Regions from separate parts of the Sus scrofa genome. Here region 1 is linked to region 2. Evidence: chromatin contacts called from public HiChIP or PLAC-seq data. All regions are on one chromosome and are shown on one strand. Each heading gives the region's core, a stretch centred on a gene start, on an enhancer-like site or on the middle of the called end of the contact. The rest is flanking DNA. Distances are from core to core; before and after follow the strand shown. Region 1 holds the start of DHRS7B (dehydrogenase/reductase SDR family member 7B). Region 2 holds the start of FLCN (folliculin).

The links. HiChIP or PLAC-seq counts read pairs in DNA pulled down with a chosen protein or histone mark.
Region 1: a contact with region 2 is called in an H3K27ac HiChIP or PLAC-seq map of alveolar macrophages. The contact joins the promoter of DHRS7B here to the promoter of FLCN in region 2. A contact is called at or near these places in 1 of 5 promoter capture datasets (liver) and 1 of 2 datasets of contacts at active chromatin or transcription factors (alveolar macrophages).

What each region holds. Positions count from the first base shown.
Region 1 is chr12:61,319,331-61,322,030 of Sscrofa11.1, forward strand. It overlaps DHRS7B (dehydrogenase/reductase SDR family member 7B), which reads left to right and starts at 1,335. Exons shown (of 7, transcript XM_021068046.1): 1 at 1,335-1,439. The coding sequence starts at 1,420.
Region 2 is chr12:61,027,795-61,030,494 of Sscrofa11.1, forward strand. FLCN (folliculin) reads left to right here and starts at 1,392. Exons shown (of 11, transcript XR_002337421.1): 1 at 1,392-1,863.

The DNA.
Region 1 (2,700 bases), core at 85-2,584, 290 kb after region 2:
TTTTTGTCTTTTTAGGGACATACCTGCAGCATAAGGAAATTCCCAGGCTAGGGGCTGAATCGGAGCTGTAGCTGATGGCTTACACCACAGCCACAGCAGTGCCAGATCTGAGCCGCATCTGTGACCTACAACACAGCTCACCACAACGCCGGATCCTTGACCCACTGAGTGAGGCCAGGGATTGAACCCACAACCTCATGGTTTCTAGTCGGGTTTGTTTCTGCTGCACCACAATGGGAACTCCTACTATTGAGTTTTGAGTTCTTTATGTAATTTGGATATGAATCCTTTTTCAGATAAGTGATTTTCAAAGATTTTCTACTACTCTGTAGTTAGTTTTTGCAGCCCACTAACAGGGTCTTTGCACAGCAAATGAGTTGAATTATATCATTTTTATCCACTCTTCCAATCTCTCTTTTTTTTTCTTTTAGTATTGTAATTGTTGTTTTTCTTTTTGGCTGCACCCTTGGCATGTGGAAGTTCCCAGACCAGGGATCAAACCTGCATCATAGCAGTGACCAGTCACAGAAGTGACGACACCAGATGCTTATTAACTCATTAAGCCACAAGGGAACTCCTTAATGTAATTATTAATAAGTTATGGTTTAAGTGTGTCATTTTTTATTTTCTGCTTTCTGTTTTTCAGTTTAGTTTTTCGTACCTTTCTGTTACTTGAACATTTTCGGATTTCATTTTGATTTTTTTTTTTTTGGCTGCATCCACAGCGTGTGGGAGTTCCTGGGCCAGAGATCACACTTGAGCAAGAGCAGCTACCTAAGCCACAGCAGTGACAACGTTGGATCCTTAACTGCTAAGCCTCCAGGAAACTCTTCTAGAGCTTTCTTTAGGTTTGTGTTTTAGGGCTGCACCTCGGGCACATGGAAGTTCCCAGGCTAGGGGCCAATTGGAACTGCAGCTGCCGGCTTAAGGCCACAGCCACAGCAACATGAGATTGGAGCTGCGACTGTGACCTACGCCAAAGCACGACGCCGGACCCTTAACCCCTGAGCGTGGCTTCATGGATACTAGTTGGCTTGTTAACGCACTGAGCCGCAATGGGAACTCCCCACTGACTTTTAATTCACCTTTGTGCCAATATCACAGGCTTTAATTATAGTTTTATATGAAGCAAAGTACATTCTCCATCTTGGTGTCACCTGCACCCCCCACGAGTTCCCCTTCGCGGAACTCCGAGACGACGTTCCCCATTTCTCCCCGGAAGACTGAGGGGCAGCACTGACGTGAGAGGACGCTGCTCAAACCTCAGCGCGCAGCCCTAGCTACCTGCGCCTTACAGGGCGGGGCGTGTGTACTCCCGACGCGCATGCGCACCCCCAGGGCTGGGATTGGACGGAACCGCCTGGCTGGGCGAAGGGAAAATACGTCACGGGCGAGGCGGGACGATGGAGCTGACTCGCCATGGTCTCCGCAGCTACCAGGTAAGGCTGTCGGAGACACCGCCGTGGCCAGCGGCGCGGCGAGTCCGGCTCGAGCGCATCTCGCGTGCTGAGCGTAGAGAAGCGGTGGAGAGGCCGAAGCCCAGAGAGCCTTCCTCGGTGGGCCCAGCTCGGGCCCTTGCTCCGGAGTCCGGCTTGGCGTTTTCTGGTTGGGGAGCTGCTCCTTCGCTGAGCTGTGAGCCTCGGTTTGCGCCGCTGCAAGTGGGTGTAGGCAGGCGGTGGACCCAGTTTCCCCGACTCTCCTCGGTGCGTGTCAGCCCCGCCCCGTGCAGGCTGGCAGCACCTGTCAGGGTTCAGAGTTAGGGAAGCAGGTACTCTCTTTTCGGAAGCAGGGCAGGGGTAGCCACTGTGGATCTCTTACTCCTCCCGCCCTGGCTCTGCCACTTCCCGAGCTGTGCTGCTTGGGCTTGCGTCCTGAACTGTAACTTTGGGAATGATGCGTCCACTCCTGAGGCTGTCGTGACGCGTAATGAGATTGCGCGTGGCGCGTGGACCATACTCAGCTAGCGTGTGGCACAGAATAGGTAGTCAACAAATGGTCCTACCCATAGAGCCTTTCTTCAGTTCCCTTTCCTACAGTGATTTGACAGTTGACTAGCTACTTTTTTGTTTGTTAGCTTTTCAGCCGCGCCGAGGCATGCCAGAAGTTCCCAGGCCCAGGATCCCATCCTGTCACTGCGCCACAGCAGTGACAACCCCGGGTCCTTAAACGCTAGGCCGCCGGGGAACTCCTAGCAGTTTTTATTATTATTTTCTTTTTTTGCCTTTTCTAGGGCCGCTCCCGAGGCATATGGAGGTTCCTAGGCTCAGGGTCGAATCAGAGCTGTAGCCACCAGCCTACACCAGAGCCACAGCAATGCGGGATCCGAGCTGCGTCGGCAACCTACACCACAGCTCACAGCAACCCCAGATCCTTAACCCACTGAGCAAGGCCAGGGATTGAACCCGCAACCTCATGGTTCCTAATCGGATTTGCTAAACACTGAACCACAACGGGAACTCCTGACAATTTATTTTTAAAATAACTTTTGGGCGTCATATACACGTATGTTTCTTGAACATGATACTTCTCAGAGTTCTCTTGTGGTGCAATGGGTTAAGGATGCAGCGTCGTCACTGCAGCAGATTGGGTTGCTGCTGTGGCGCAGTTTCTGTCCCTGGCCTGGGAACTTCGAGCTGCTACATGCATGGCCAATACCCCCCAAAATTTGCTCTTCTTAGTGGAATTACAAAGACGTGTGTT
Region 2 (2,700 bases), core at 142-2,641:
GGTTGTGTTAAGTTCTTTACTAGTGTGGAAATCAGTTGGTCAGATTTATATTCAGAATTGCTGCTGTGTCATTTTCAGGGTGAGTTTTGTTTACTGTGACAGATGTGGGAAATTTTTCTGTTAGAAATTGAAAGGCCACAGACTAGGAGGCCGCAGTCATTTCTTGCACCTTTCCACTAAGGCTTTCAAAAAGCATTTCACAAACTCTGTAAAACTCAGGCGTTGATGACAGAAGTAAACCTAGAACTCCAAATCAGTATATCCCTGTGGGGGTTTTGTTGTTGTTGTTACTGCCCCCCCCCCCGCCCCATTTTAGGGCTGCAGGTGCGGAATACGAGGTTCCCAGGCTAGGGGCCGAATCCAAGCTCTAGCCGGTGGCCTACACCACAGCCACCGAAAAGCCAGATCACAGCCACCTCTGCGACCTACAGGAATCCGAACCCGCGTCCTAATGGCTTTGTTTCTTTCTTTGTTTCCGCTGAGCTGCGATAGGAACTCCTGTGTTACTGTTTGCTTCGGAAATTATTTTTTGACTTATCAGCCAGTATGCTAAGTTCTTGGCTGTCCAATATCAAGAGGAACTGGATTGCTAGGACTAGTTAATAATATAGGGGCAATAACTGGCCTCAAAACTCCATCCCCTGTAGCCCTTAATCTTCTACCACAAGGTGCCCATCTGCGCTTTCCTCGGCTCAGAAGTGACTCCCGTGATTTGTTTTTTTGCCGCGCTTCTGGCACGCGGAAGTTCCTGGGCCGGCAATCGATCCCATAGCTACGGCAGCGAGGCGAACCGCTTCAGTGACAACACCGGATCCTTAATTGCCTGAGCCACCAGGGAACTCTCAGACCCGGTGATTTTACCCTTGGTCTAGGGCGGTCCATTGACACTCCCTCACTCTAGGCCGCCTGGCATAAGGCACTGAAGCCTTTCGGACTGACCACTATACAGTCTGAACAAAAGACGCCCAGGTTTTAGAAGATTATCTCTGGATAACCACAGTTTTTAAAGTTTGGCGCACACGCTTTCCCGTCCCACTTTCCCGGCGGCGCGGGCTTTTTGCGTCACCCGACGGCCTTCTCCCTCGACGTCGCCCTCTGTTTACGTCAGCTGGCGGACGGCCCCATGCTCGCACGCCCCACCGAAGACCGGTTCAATCGGAAATTTAATAAAAACTAATGGTGCAAGCAAAGGGAATTACAGCGCCCTTTATGGAATCGCGACATTCCCTTTTTTGTTTCTTTGGTGTGCACTGGGAATCCTAGGATAGCTATATTTTTCAAGTTTTTTTTAAAAGGTTCTTTAAATTGAAGTACCCCTCTCTCCTGTAATGGTTTCCTCCGACATCCCCCGCCCCTCCGTCTGAGCGGGCGGAACCACTCCGGAATTTTCAGAGGGTTAGCGGGCTGGGGGTAGTGGCGACGGCGTTCTGCTGGACTTCGGAGCCGCCGGGCTCTCCGGGCCTTCCCGGGGTGCGGCTCCGCGCGTTTCCTCCGCGGCCTGGGCGGTGGTACGGCCATCACCCCCTCCGCGAATCGGCCATGATACAGTCCGCGCCCCCACCCGCGGCTTGGGCGGTGGTGTGGCCCACGCCCCCACCGCCTCTGGGACGGGTGGCACGCACCGCACCCCCTCCGCCAGGCGGGCCATGGTACGGCCCGAGCCCCCACTAAACCTCTGGGCGTTGGTACGGCCCGCACCCCCACCCGCGGCCGGGGCAGTGGTACGGCCCGGGCGAGTCACGCGCCTGGGGGCGGGCGCCGTGCAGCCGCGGGGGAGGAGGTGACGGCGCGGCCCCGGACCCCGAGGGCAGCCCCAGGGGCTTCAGGACTCCGCCGGCGTCTGGCGTCGCCCTGGTCTGTCCGGTTAGTTGACCCGCGGGTTCGGGGCAAGGGGAGGGAGCCGGCCGGCGAGGCCGGGCTGAGGGGCGCGTCGGCGTCGCCGCCCCCGCCCGGGGTCCCGCGGGCCCTGGAGGTGAGGGGCCGTCGGGTGTGGCGGGTGCGGTCCGGCGCGCCCGGTCGGGGGAGGCAGGTTCGGCCCGGGGGTGGGTCGCGGCGGCCCCGGGGGGCCGGGGGCCGGGAGGAGTCCCCGCGGGAGGCGATGGGTCGCCAGCCGGGGGACACCGGGCACAATCCGCGGGGGCCGTCGGGGCCGTCGGGGCGGACGTGTCGGGGGCACCAGCCTGTCGGTGGTTGAGTGCCGGTGCCCGCGACGCCGCGTGTGTCCCCTGTGTGTACAGCGAGGCTGCGGGCCGGCAGCCGCCCTGCGCCGGGTCCTCGCAGCGTCGGCCCTCTGCGGCGGCTGCAGTTAACCCCGGGCCTGGGGCGCACCCCGGGAGGGCAGCGTCGTCCCGCGCGCCGGCCCCGGCGGGAGGGCGGGGGTTGAGCTTCTGCGTGGAGTGTGAAGGGGAGGAGGCCGTCGGGCGGGCGGACGTTTCTGCCTTTTGCTCGGATCCTGGAAAGCCCGGGCGCCCGGCGGAGACGGGGGTGGGGTGGGGGGTCCATAGAGAGCTGCCCGCTGTTCCGGCCCCGGCGGCGGTTCCCTCCCCGCGGTGAGGCTTGGCCTGTGCAGCTCAGCTTCGGGCGGCGCCCAGGGGCTTCGGGCGGCGCCCAGGGGCTTCGGTGCCTCCTGGCCGTCGCCCGGCCGGGCCTGGAGACGGGCCTTTTCCCGCTTCCACAGGCGGCGGGCTCGCAGGCTTTGCC